Regions from separate parts of the Mus musculus genome. Here region 2 is linked to region 1. Evidence: chromatin contacts called from public HiChIP or PLAC-seq data. All regions are on one chromosome and are shown on one strand. The core of a region is the stretch at or near the end of the contact, and the rest is flanking DNA. Distances in the headings are between cores, read along the strand shown. Region 1 has its middle 14 kb from the start of Gpr15. Region 2 holds the start of 1700022E09Rik (RIKEN cDNA 1700022E09 gene).

Region 1 (6,274 bases), core at 3,052-5,551:
AGCTCGCAAGCCCTGAATGGTGCTCCTCATTTCTAGGGTGTTCACAGCTGCTGGTTTTCCATCCAAGAAGCTCTATCGCACTCACCTCGCCCCTGGGAGTGAAACAGGCCCTCTTCAGTTACCAAGTCCAGCCTTGCTCTAAAGTGCAAGTGAGATACTTTCTCACTGAAATTTGAGTCACCTATGCCCAGTATCCCTGGCCCACAGGGAACACACTGATCTCCTCAAGTCACCACACTGAAGCACCTGCCTACTGAGCTTCACATAGAAAGCAGTGCCTTTCTCCAATGGCAAAGACTAGGCTGCCATAGCAAAGGCACACCCATCCCCTAGGACTTCCTGTGCTCTCTGTAGGGTTCCAAGCTTCATGGAATATGTTCCCAGGAGGCATACTTACTCATCTGCATACTGTGATTTTATTTTCAACCCACATGGGGATCTTGCATTTATTTTATCTGGATGTCTACTTGAAATTTCAGTTTCACATTCTGTTATATAGGTTTCTTTTCTGGGAAAATTCTCACAACTTTTAATATAGCACGACTAAAGTAAAACCTGAAGGAGGAAATCAACCACATTCCTTGGAGGACTGTCTCCTGCATGGGCCCAGTCAATCCTGGGATATTTATTAACAATATCTTCCCTATTTAAAAATGCAAGGAATTTTAGGGGCACTGGATTGTTAGAGGATTCTTGATGAACCACAAGTCTCAAAAAAAAAAAAAAAAGAATCAAACAAACAAACAAAAAAACCTTTAAAAGTCTTGTATGAACTAAGAGCTTTTTTTATTCTATTCTTCCAGCTATCTTGTCTTATGAGTTTTGGTGAAGAACACATACGAGACTTTAATGTTTTATGTATAGTAGGGGTAAATTGGACACAACGGATCAAGTAATAAGGAGGAATGTATAGACACTGCAAAGGCTATTTTTAAGAATTAAAAGAACTCTTGATTATAGTGACAGAGGGACGATAAAGAGATCTGTATGGTAGATTAAAGAGGAAAATATTATAAAATTAAATGATCACACTTGGGAATGAAAGAGTAAGACTTCCAGCTGTAATCCAAGCCAAACACAGGGAGTAGATTCCCTGGGTAAATAGAGAAGTTGGTGGCTCTCATACAGCTGGCCCATGTTTGATAGTCTTTACTACATGAGATTGGAGGATGGAGTCTCCTTTTAGAGAGAACTGCTGTGGAAGCAGCCTGATAGGGTACCTCAGGAGAGTAAGTGCCTTGGATGCCTGCTCAAGGAGGAAAAGTACCTCAGCCCTCGCCAAAATATCTCAAGCAACAGTTCCCTACCATCATCTCTCTGTTGAAAGTGAATCCACAGTGAGGAGAAATCAGAAGTAAAATATTCTCTGGTGTATGCAATGGTGTCTGAGTTTGGAGGCTGATTACGCCAGCAAGATTTTGCTGAAAGGACCCTGATAAGCTGTCCCTTGTGAGGCTATGCCAGTGCCTGGCAAACACAGAAGTGGATGCTCACAGTCATCTATTGGATGGAACACAGGGCCCCCAATGGAGGAGCTAGAGAAATTACCCAAGGAGCTAAAGGGGTCTGCAACCCTATAGGAGAGACAACAATATGAACTAACCAGTACCCCCAGAGCTCGTGTCTCTAGATGCATATGTAGCAGAAGATGGCCTAGTCGGCCATTATTGATAAGAGAGGCCCCTTGGTCTTGCAAACTCTATGCCCCAGTAGAGGGGAACACCAGGGCCAAGAAGTGGGAGTGGATGGGTAGGGGAGCAGGGCGGGGGAAGGGTTTAGGGAACTTTCAGGATAGCATTTGAAATGTATATAAAGAAAATGATAAATAAATAAATAAATAAATAAATAAATAAATAAATAAATTTTTAAAAGATAATAAAATAAAAAAGTAGAGAAATTTAAAAAAAAATATTCTCTGGCAAATCCGCACTCCTAAGGACTGAGGTGAGGGAGAAATGTGTGTGCACGTCACGAACCTAACAGGATTCCCTAACTCTGCCCCTCCTCAGGCTAAGGGACTAGGGAATACAGTTTGTTACTCATTCTGGTAACAAATTGCACAAGGGACTGTTTTTTCTTTGGATGCACTCATTGTAAGTATACTTAACACACACCGTGACTAAAAGCCCAGATTTAAAACAGGGAGGACATCAGCCCTGAAGCCCTCCCTCAAATGCCCATCATTGTGTCCAGAAGGCTGCTGTAGTCAACCTGACAAGGCCTTGCCATAGAACTATTTGAGTCTGAAACCCTTAATGGAACACATCCTCCAGCCAGTATTTCCCTTTGTCTCAGTTGGCTTCATCTCTTTAACTGCCTTTCTACCCAAAAGAATAAGCTAAGTTTTCTCCAAGTTCTAACTAAGCCAGATTGGCAAATGATGCAGCAAAGGGCTTCCATTCTCCATGCCTCTGCTCCATGGGTGTGACTAACCAGCTGTACTGGTTTCTGCAAATGGTAAAATACAGTCAGTAGACTTTTTCTCTGTGAGCAGTGTCTATTGGCCAAAGGGTATTGGCTTCTGCTTCCTTCCTCATTTAACATGGGCCTTTAAACCCCTCAGTAATACAGACTACAAAGGCTTTGGCAGGGTCCCTTGCAATAAATCCATTTCCACAGAGTAATAACATATGCCCAGTAATTAGCCTTCTCTCAGCATTGCTAATAAACCAGCCTTTGCTATCTGTTCCTGCTCATCTGTGTCACCCCTGAATTAAGAAGTAGTCATAACTAATTAACATCCAGCCTTCAAGAAGGTCATAGTGCTTGCTATAAATACTCTGCAAAGCAATGTGTCTTCTTACAGGCTTAGGGCTTATAACCTAAGCCAGTGTTTTTCAACTTCCTAGTGAGATTGGGGTTCAACTGGAGTAGAAAGTATATAAAATAGGAGGGTGCCATTGCTTTAATATTAATCATATACCACATCTTGAGGGAAAGTAAGTTTAAAGCCTGTCTAAGACATTTAAAATAAAAGCTTTGTGACACACAATGTGTAGCAGGGGACTAGTTGAGAGAAGAATGAGGATAGTTACATGACAGAAAACATCGTCCTTTATTTTTCTGTTCTCAAATATGCAGCATTACTAAGTCAAATACTGACAAGTCACTAAAAGTGTTCTGTGGAAGTTGTTCCTAAATGTTAGAACCTGTTTAGAAGGAAACCAGCAGTCACCATGGGTATTAACCCCAGGTCTGAAACTGGTAGGATTAGAGTAGATGGACTATAAATGTGCTCCACCTTAAGCCATCTGGCAACATTCGTCTTGTGTGTCTTCATTTATTCAGCTGATCATCAAGATGCTAACCTATCTAAACACTGTGGTCTAAGTAATCTTAAAGAATTTTCATAAAAAGAAAAAAATAAGCAGTTGGGCCAGGATGTTACCTGCTTCCTTGATCAAAATTGTGTTGGTTTTTGCTATCCTTCTCTACTGGGCTATAGAATTTTCTCCAGTTTCTAGCACTCTCATGCACCATCCTAATTTCCAAATCTCCTGTGTTCAAAGACTCACTCTATCCAGGCTTATACAATAAAATCAGGAGATAAGAAAAAAAAAAAAACACTTTGGAATAGGGCTTAGGGCTAAGGGAATCCAAAGCACTATTGGTTTGCTTTCCTCCCAAAGGATACATGAACTGAGCAATAAGAAAAAATCCTTCCCTACTCTCTTCTTATGTGACCAACCATCTCCTTTATAAGCAGGTGATTATTTACAAATCTGATCTTATAAAGTGGTTTAGAACTGAGTCCCATTTGGAGTCACTCCACACTGTATTTTTGTGTTTCTCCCGTGACTTATGAGAGTGATTTAACTGTGAAACATTCCAAGCATTTAAACAAAGAATGGTTGTAATTTAAAAGATAAGAAAGCAACCGTGGCTAAAACACAGGGCAAGGGTTATGAAAACACTCACCTAAGCCAAGTTTATCTCAGAAGGAAGAGGAAACAGAATGCAGGCTAAGCAGAGTTTTCTAAAATTGGACCAGGTCACCCGGGGCGACTGCGAATTAAGAGTAAACACCTCTGCCCTCCTCTTTTCAAAATGCCTTGTCTGTATGTGCAGAAATGTACCTTAAACGACAAAAAGTCACAGAGTACTGCTTTTCATATTTCAAATAAGATTCATATTTGCCAGTTAAAACAGTTCTGTGGAATCCAGAAAGACAAATGAGAGGCAAGAAGAGAGAAAGAGAGGGAAGTGGGAGAAGCATCCCAGAAGGCTTTTTCTGGAACCTCTTCAGCTACAGAGGAGGTGGGGCCAGCCTGAGCCTAGCGTGCCATTCTTGAAGCACCCTTGGGGTGACTCATTTGTTTTATCGTTTCTCATGAAATCGAGAGGTGGTGGCCATCACTGGAGAGTAAAGTGTGACATGCTGACTGATCTCATTACTTAACAAAGGAAAGCAATCACACGCAAGGAGCAGAAACTCCCCACTCCTCTACTCCCAGGGGCTTCATAGAAAGGCTATTTCCACCCAAGAAGACAGGTGTCAAATGAAAACATGGTCAAGAAGAAGAGAATAAACATCTTTTTATAAAAATGTAACACTAGTAATGAACAATCGGGATTTCCACCACTCCCCTCACTGCAGAATTTATCTTCGTATTTTTAAAGTTCTCTCCTTTTCTAAATGTAACACACAGCTTTTAATTGTCCAAAGATCCCCTTGTGGTTTACTTCCTCTCAAATAGATACAACTCTAATAGAGCAATAGGATAAAAATGTCACATGTCTGTCCTAGAGATTGCTGGGGTTCGAGAAGTAATACCCCAAGTATGTCACTTGAGCATGCTGAAAACTTTGAGCTAAGCAGAATAGGAAGACCTCGGAACCAAGGTCTGTAACCTTCTGCCCTCTCACTCTAACTCCCTATTCTCTCAAGGTGTGGGGAGAAGCTTTTCCTGACATGTTTCATATGCCAAAAGATGCACAAGTCACTGCCATTGTCCTGAGTCCCCTCTGAAGGAATTGCCTCCATGTGGAAGAAAGCAAATTACATTGCAGAAAAGATGGAAGATACACCGTCTACTGTGACAGGCAGGCTCTGTCACAGACTGTCACCAGGTCTTCAGAGAGATGCTCAGACACAACTTGTCTGTGTAGCAAATCGGCCTTGTTTCCATTCCACTGGCTCAGCACAGGCTCCATCTCAATCTTCTTGAAGATGCTCCAAGCTCCTACTCTCTTCATCCTCAGGGTGCTTACCTGCAAATATGAGCTGTTCGTCATGTATCATGTCTGCGGGACGTTTGTGCATGCGTGCAATTTAAATGGTTTTTCTCTGGTCAGTCTGTCTATGGTCCGTTTATTTAGATTTATTTATTAAAACATCAAAGAGAGTGGGAGGAGGTTTCCATCGTCATCAGACACCAATGAGCTAAAAGAAGGAAGTGATCATACAGCAAGGAAACACGGAAGAAGTCAGCTTCCCTCTCTCCTGGAGCAATGGGGGCATTAATTTAGCCTGAGCTAAAATAAATGGCAGAGACAGGTTTCTGATGTTGTGCCACACTTGGAAAAGAAAGAGCACAGCTTTCGTGGGTCATTTACTGGGGTAAAATGGATAAATGTACTTCACTAAATATGTTCCAGACATATCTAAGTTGTCCTTAAAACAATAAGATAAACTAATTCTTCAGTCTTATAGATGGGAAGGTAAGCGCATCCCATTCAGGGACAAGCAGAGACAAACTGGCAGAATCCAGGCAGGCAGACCTCAATGCATGTCTGCGGCTTGCATGCTTCAGGGGCATCGTTCTCTTTGTGAGTAATAACCAAAATCTTGGCATCACTTCAGAGCAAAGAGCAGAGGATGTACTGTACTGCAGAGCCTCCTTCACTGTGCTGGGAAGATACTTGTCACTCAGGTAAGAAAAATAAGTCTCGGGGCGTTCTCACAATCACTCACACAGGAAGTAATCCAGCCATGGCCAGGACCCAGAGCCGATGCCTTCAATCAGTGTTTCCTCTTGACTCTGGGGGTTGCCCCCTCCCCCCCTGGCGATCTGTGAGAAAACTGTAGATCACACCAGCTCTCACACCCATCCAGAGCCAGAGCCAGAGCCTTTAGCCCAGCAGCTTATGGCTTTCTTCTCCCTACAACGATTTTTGTCTTTTTTGGACTTTAGCACTTGACTCTTTCATAGGCCATCTGCACTTCCAAGTAACAAAGGATTGGAGGTGGTATTTTGGTATGGTTTTAATGAAGGCTTTATTTTATACAGAAAGTTTAGCTCCCCAAAAGACTGCAGGGAGGTGCACTCATAAC
Region 2 (6,847 bases), core at 2,348-4,847, 770 kb before region 1:
ACGCTAATGTCTAGATGCACACATCAAACCTAGTGGAGTACCACTTCTGATGCTGGAGGCAGAAATCTACATTCACAGAAGTCCTTAATGAACGAATTGTAGGCCCACTAACCTAGAGAAGACTAGATTGAACTTAGCTCAATTAATCACACCTGACAGTAGTTATACACCATGGGCCTGAGAGATGACTCAGGCGGTAAAGACACCTGCTGTCCACTTAGTTTAATTTCTGAGACCCACATACTGGAAGGAAAGGATTCCCTCAAAGTGTCCACCAACCTCCACCGGTACATCATAGCCTGTGTACATCCACACATAAAATAAATAAAGTGGTGAAATACTTTTTAATTATATATTGCTTGTAAGAAAATCACCAGGCTAACTGAAAGCAATTGTCTTCAGCACCCAGAAAAGTTTTCATTAATTCAGAGATGTCTCACTGAATGGCAGTTATGTTTTTTTGCAGCTTTATATAAACAGAATACGAATTATGTGTATTCGGGGGGTCCATGAGGTCACGAAAGATGCAGCCCAAAAGTTCAGAGGCATCCAGGTATTAAAAAGGAGCTGGTGAAACCCAACTCCCGGCGCCGGAAGTTCAGATCATGACCGCTGGTAGACTTCCTGAAACCTGTTTAGTCACTTGTTGGACATCCTGGAGGCAGGCAGGCAGACAGGCAGTCTTCCTCACGTGGAGATAAAAAGGCAACCTACGCTCCAAGTCCCGAGCTGGGCGACAGTCCCCGCGCCCCTCCTCAGTCCGCGACCGTGGTCCCTGCCCCTCCCCGTCTGCGCGCGCAGCCTGGCTCTAGCTCGCCGGCGTGTGCCGCCCGCCACCAGTCCGGCGGTGCACGTGGCCAGGTCCCCAGCCCTCAGCCACCCGGCTCACCAGTTAGGCCCCAGCCCTCCAGAGCTGCACTTCTCAGCCTGACCCGCGTCCCACGCGCTGCACCGGCACGGCCTGTTGCGTGTCTTCCGCAAGTTGACCCAGCTAAGGCATGGAAGGGCGCGACGGCGTGGTCACGTCCAGGGCGGGCTCCCGAGACGCGGCCCCGCCCACGAGACGCGACCCCGCCCACGAGACGCGGCCCCGCCCCGGACTTCTGGCTCCGCCCCCGGACCACATCCCTGCTCCTGCCTACAGCTACAGGCCTTCCCCTGCTCTGGCCTATGAACCTAAAGGTCACAGAACGTGAATGTGCTTTTTATAGTTGCTACCTTCAAATCTGAAGTTAGAGGGAAATCTATAAATTTGGACAGTTCCCTTTATTAACACACACATACAAGAACATGCTTCTTGAGAGAGTGCTTGTACTCCATCGGTCCACAAAAGATCCAAAACCGTCATTGTATATGGCTTTAATATGTATACGATTGTTATTAACTTAACAATTTTTGTTTGTTTGTTTGTTTTTTGAGACAGGGTTTCTCTGTGTAGCCCTGGCTGTCCTGGAACTCACTTTGTAGATCAGGTTGGCCTCGAACTCAGAAATCCGCCTGCCTCTGCCTCCCGAGTGCTGGGATTAAAGGCGTGTGCCACCACGCCCGGGTAACTTAACAATTTTAGTACCAACCATTTTGTTTAGACTTCATATATTTTCATTCCAATCCTTTTAAGTTTTTCTTTATTTTAATGTCTCAAAACTCACACCCAGTGACATACTTCCTCCAGCAAGGCCACACCTATTCCAAAAAGGTCTCATTTCCCAATCCTTCTCACATTGTGCCACTCCCTAATGTCTACACATTCAGATATATCAGCCTATGGGAGCCACTACTCCTTTTTAAACCATCACAATGCCTGAAAATAAGTCTTAGTGCCAAAGTGTTTTGCATACATGCATGTTTTTACACAGTTGGTTATTTATTAGGTAATGGATTAGCAACTGAGTATCCTCAAAGCATTGGGGTCTACAGAGGGGCAAAAGAGGAACAGTCATGAAATCATATATGACAGTAATTAATAATAAAAAAATCTTTGTTTTTTTCTACATCCACATAGAGGTCAAATTATTTTATATGAAGCATAGCACAGTAATATAATGTATATTAACCAAGTAAAACTTATGAAGAATTTCATCAGCACAAGTGGCTACAATCAAAGGAGCTAATGATAATATCATGAGAGAATCAAATAAAAAATACTTCAGAAAAAGTAGGGTAATATTTTGAGTTGATGTGTTGTATAACTTGATGGCCCTTGCGCAATTAATTACTTCGTTGTGAGTTACACTATACACCATCCTTCATATAAATGAACAAGAACAATTAGATTACTTCAATCTCAGCCGAAACGTGACCTAGAATAACATAGAAAGACAGATAAATGATAGATGGTAGAGATAAAAATTCTATCTTCAAAATGAAATATAGATAAATTCTATATTTAGAAATATAGAGAAATTCTTCTCAAAATACAGACCACATCAGACTTTAAGATCATTTTGTAGACCAGCCATATTTACAGTTTCTACAAGTCATTCCTTTGTCTTGTATTTCCTCCTACTTTTCATTTACATTATCCTTCTAAATCACATTCAATGATTGGAACTCATTGTCACAAAATAGTCTCTCCCCCAACCCTGATCCCCTAGTTCCACATTTATTTAAAAACTATGTAGCAGGTCCTGAGGCCCCTTTCTCATTGATCCAAGATTTAATATACATATGGCCCCAGCTGCAGGCACAACCTAGTTAACAAAACATCTTTTAAGTTATTTCAGGAAAGTGTGATTGCCCTAAAACTTTATCTGATGTGTGGGTTTGTGGTTATAGCACCTCTTTGAAGTGTACAATGCTCAGACATGCCTGCATTAGTGTTCTCTGAAGCGGTGGGTGGGGGTGGGGGTGCTTCCCTCTCTTTATTGCCTGTTGACTTAGCTAGTTTTGGAAATGATGGAGTCTTTACATGACTTTTAAAGGTCATAGGCTTGTATATAAAACTTTAGAAAGTCTTGACTTTGGAAGCATCTCTTCTACACTGGGCTCCATCACAGACCAGTGACATCATAGTACAGCAGGAGATTGTAGCAGCCACAGTGGCTAAAGTGTTACAATGTCAATAACTGCTCCCGTAATTTTTGATTCCAGGGAATAACCATGACTTTACGTGTTGTAAGAGAAGACAGACCCTAAGATAACAAGACTCATGGTTTTCTTCCTTCTTGACTTCTTGATTCCTGGATCCCTTTCTTTATTGTGAGATATTCTTCATTAATATATGTCCTTTCTGTAGTAATATCATGAATAAAGTCACCTTCATAAAACTCCACCCTGTTTGCTGGCAATGGTAGCACACGCCTTTTATCCCAGCACTCAGGAGGCAGAGGTAGGTGGATCTCTGAGAATTCAAGGCCAGCCTGGTCTACAAAGTGAGTTCCAGCTTGGCCAGGGCTACATAGAGAAGCCTTGTCTCAAAAAACAACAAGCAAAATACATCAAAACAAAAAAAAAAGCACAGTGTTTTGATTTACACTGTTGAGAGTCCAACTGAAGTTGAAAAATCAATAGGCTTTTGAAATGAAGCAGAACTTCATGCATTGGTAGAATGTGTTAAGAACATGCTTGTGTGGTAAGAAGAGGTGGCTTCATTCCATAAGTGAGGTCATAGAAGAGTAAAACTTACTGCCAGGAAATTACAGCTGCCTCAGGTACAGAATGGTGCCTTCCCCTTACATAGATGAGGGAGTTGTATAATCTCACTGGAATTTTATATAATAGTAATTATAAGTTAGGAATTGCTATTTTTATTATTCATCTCCATGCTAACATGATAGAATCATATATGGCACAGTTAGAAATGATAGGCTTGAAAGACTCCGAGAGGAGCCCCTTGCTCAGACCTCAGGACAATAGCGGACACCCAAGAACTCATGACAGACCGAGCTTGTTGCAAACCACATGAGGCTTTATTCAGGGAAAGCCAGAGCTCTGGGGATGACTCATATCCCACGCAGGAGTAGAGGAGTCGACCTCAAGGGGAAAGAGTTCCCAGTTTTTATAGGCCCTCATGGGGGAAAGGAGAAGGGGGAGATTAGGGGATTTCCAGATCTAAACAATGTCTATTCTCAAGAAATGGGTATGGGAGGGGTACAAGGAAAGAGTCTAATGAAGGTGCAGCAATGGGCACACACCTGGTCAGAACATTGGCAGACACACAGGTTCAAGGAGTGGCCAGAGCATTGTGCACCTCTATTTTTCTAAATCAGTGAAGCTAGTTCTGCTAACACTGACGTCTATCTTGCCAATTTCAGGGCTTCTGTGTCCTTTTACATTCTGCCAGGATCTTTCAGGCTTTCCTCAGAAAGACTAACCCAGTCTTCCAAAAGTCAAGATAATGCATTGTGGCCACAAATCATAGTTTTGTGATAACTCATAGGCAAAATTTTCATCTCATCTTTTCTTCTCATTTACTGTCTTAGTCAGGGTTTCTAATCCTGCACAAAACAACATCATGACCAGGAAGCAAGTTGGGGAGTATATTAGTCAGGGTTCTCTAGAGTCACAGAACTTATGGATAGTCTCTATATAGTAAAGGAATTTATTGATGACTTACAGTCTGTAGTCCAGTTCCCAACAATAGTCAGCAGCAGCTGTGAATGGAAGTCCAAGGATCTAGCAGTTGCTCAGTCCCACAAGGCAAGCAGGTGAAGAAGAGAGTGTGTGTGTGTTTTCCTTCTTCCAATGTCCTTATGTAGGTCTCCAGCAGAAGATGTAGCCCAGATCAAAGGTGTGCGCTACCACACTTTTAATCTCAGGTGACCTTGAACTCAGAGATCTGTCTTAATCTTCTGGAATTCATAGCCACCATGGCTCAAGATCTCCATACCAAGATCCAGGTCAGAAACTTCTATCTCTCAAGCCTCCAGATTAGGATCACTAGTGAGCCTTCCAATTCTGGACTGTAGTTCATTCCAGATATAGTCAAGTGGACAACCAGGAATAGCCACTACAGGGAGGAAAGGCTTTATTCAGCTTTTACTTCCACATTGCTGTTTATCACCAAAGGAAGTCAGGACTGGAATTCAAGGTCAGGAAACAGGAGCTGATGGAGAGGCCATGGAGGGATGTTATTTACTGGCTTCCTTCCCCTGGCTTGCTCAGCTTGCTTTCTTATAGAACCCAAGACTACCAGCCCAGGATGGACCTCCCACAATGGGCCCTCCCCGCATTGATCACTAATTGAGAAAATGCCTTATAGCTGGATCTCATGGAGGCATTTCCTCAAGGGAGGCTCCTTTTTCTGTGATAACTCTAGCTTGTGTCAAGTTGGCACACAAAAACAGCCAGTACATTTACTAAAAGCTTATAGCAGCAATAGGAGCCATAGAAGGGAACAAGTCTTCAATAAATAGAGATGATTTTAAAATGGGCATTTTATATCATTCCAACTTATAATAAGACATAGAGGCAGTTCTGCTTAGAATAAAAATTACCTAAAACTTAAAGTACTTCTTCTTATACTAATGTGTACCCAGAACATCTGGGCAGACAGGTGGGAAAGCTGACGAGGCCTGATGTTGCAGGTCCAGATGGAAAAAAAAAAGAGGGAGGGGGTGTATCCTTGTTGAGGAAAAAAGTGCTAACATTTGAATACTACTAGAAATTTATTTGTCTTCAGAGCTGATTTCATCTCTAAATATTTTAGAGTTACTAAAATATACAATAGGAAATATTCTGATGCCTTGCATGTAAAAATAGATTAGGTGGATGACAGTGCATCCATCCATTCAGTAAAGCACTTTATACCACGCCATGTTCTTTTTGTTTTCAGGAATAAAAGCACGGAATGTCATTTATAAATCAAAGAATAAAATCTTGCTACAAATAGCACAATGTAAATACATTTCTCAATAGGAGGTACCTTCACAAGTTCAAGGCCCATGTCAGCTCTCATAACAGACACAGGAGGAAGCATAAGATAAACAGCGCTGTAAGTGCTCAGATAGTAAATAAAAGTATGTACAAAATCTCGCTTTTTGTGAAAAATATGCATGTTCTGTTTCCCCATACCCAACCCCAGACTCCTCCCTAGCTCTGAAACAGAACACTAGATGCAACCTCCCTTTCCCTGTCCACATCTCTTGTGAATCCCACGGACCACCTCTTTGCCTCCCTTCCCAGACTGGACCCTGTGTCTCAGTCCCTAACTCAAGGAGGTACCTCCTGCTCAACCACGGGTCATGCCTGCCAGAGTATTTCCTTCTCCTTCTCCACTCTTTCTTCTTCCCTGGACTCAACTTTCAAGGTAGCCCACAGTGCTGCAATTCTCAACAAAGAAACCTCAAATGATGAGGAAACACTTAAAGAAAAGTTCAAGGTCTTAGCCATCAGGGCAGACCTTTGAGATTCCACCTATCAGAATGGCTAAGATCAAAAACACAAGTCATAGCTCATGCTGGCAAGGATGTGAAGCAAGGGAATTCCTCCATTGCTGGTAAGAGTGCAAACTTTTACCACTTTGGAAATCAATATGGTGGTTCTTCAGAAAATTGGGAATAGATATACCTCAAGAGTCAGCTATACCACTCTTGGGCATATACCCAAAGCACGCTCCATCCTAAGGACACTTGCTCAATAGCGGCTTTATTCATAATAGCCAGAAACTGAAAACAACCTAGATGTCCCTCAACAGAAGAATGGATAAACAAAATGTGGCACATTTATACAATAGAGTATTACTCAGCTCTTTTAAAGGTGACATCATGAAATTTGTAGGAAAAATGGATGCAACTAGAAAAAATCATTCTGAATGAGGTAACCCAGACTAAGGAAGACAAATATAATATGTATTCACTTATAAGTGGATATTAGCTGTTAAGTAAATGATAACCAAGCTATGATCCAT

Evidence for each region. HiChIP or PLAC-seq counts read pairs in DNA pulled down with a chosen protein or histone mark.
Region 2: a contact with region 1 is called in a CTCF HiChIP or PLAC-seq map of CD8 T cells, with 7 read pairs. The contact joins the promoter of 1700022E09Rik here to the enhancer-like site in region 1. A contact is called at or near these places in 4 of 39 promoter capture datasets (the 3T3-L1 cell line, the C10 cell line, hippocampal neurons and 1 more), 1 of 15 datasets of contacts at CTCF or cohesin (CD8 T cells), 1 of 484 Hi-C or Micro-C datasets (B cells), 4 of 115 datasets of contacts at active chromatin or transcription factors (CD8 T cells, astrocytes, memory CD8 T cells and 1 more) and 1 of 9 other capture datasets (liver).

Annotation. Positions count from the first base shown.
Region 1 is chr16:58,701,603-58,707,876 of GRCm38.p6, reverse strand. No RefSeq gene overlaps it. Among named protein-coding and RNA genes, the nearest start is that of Gpr15, 14 kb to the left of the region's middle. Within about 2 kb of position 4,301, at least 81 of the 459 cell types and tissues checked have an H3K27ac peak or open chromatin away from gene starts, as enhancers often do. A contact at or near this core is called in B cells, CD8 T cells, liver and 1 more, where this site is marked.
Region 2 is chr16:59,465,988-59,472,834 of GRCm38.p6, reverse strand. 1700022E09Rik (RIKEN cDNA 1700022E09 gene) reads left to right here and starts at 3,597. Exons shown (of 3, transcript NR_040568.1): 1 at 3,597-3,650; 2 at 4,698-4,838; 3 at 5,774-5,963. It overlaps Riox2 (ribosomal oxygenase 2), which reads right to left and starts at 1,060. Exons shown (of 10, transcript NM_025910.3): 1 at 890-1,060.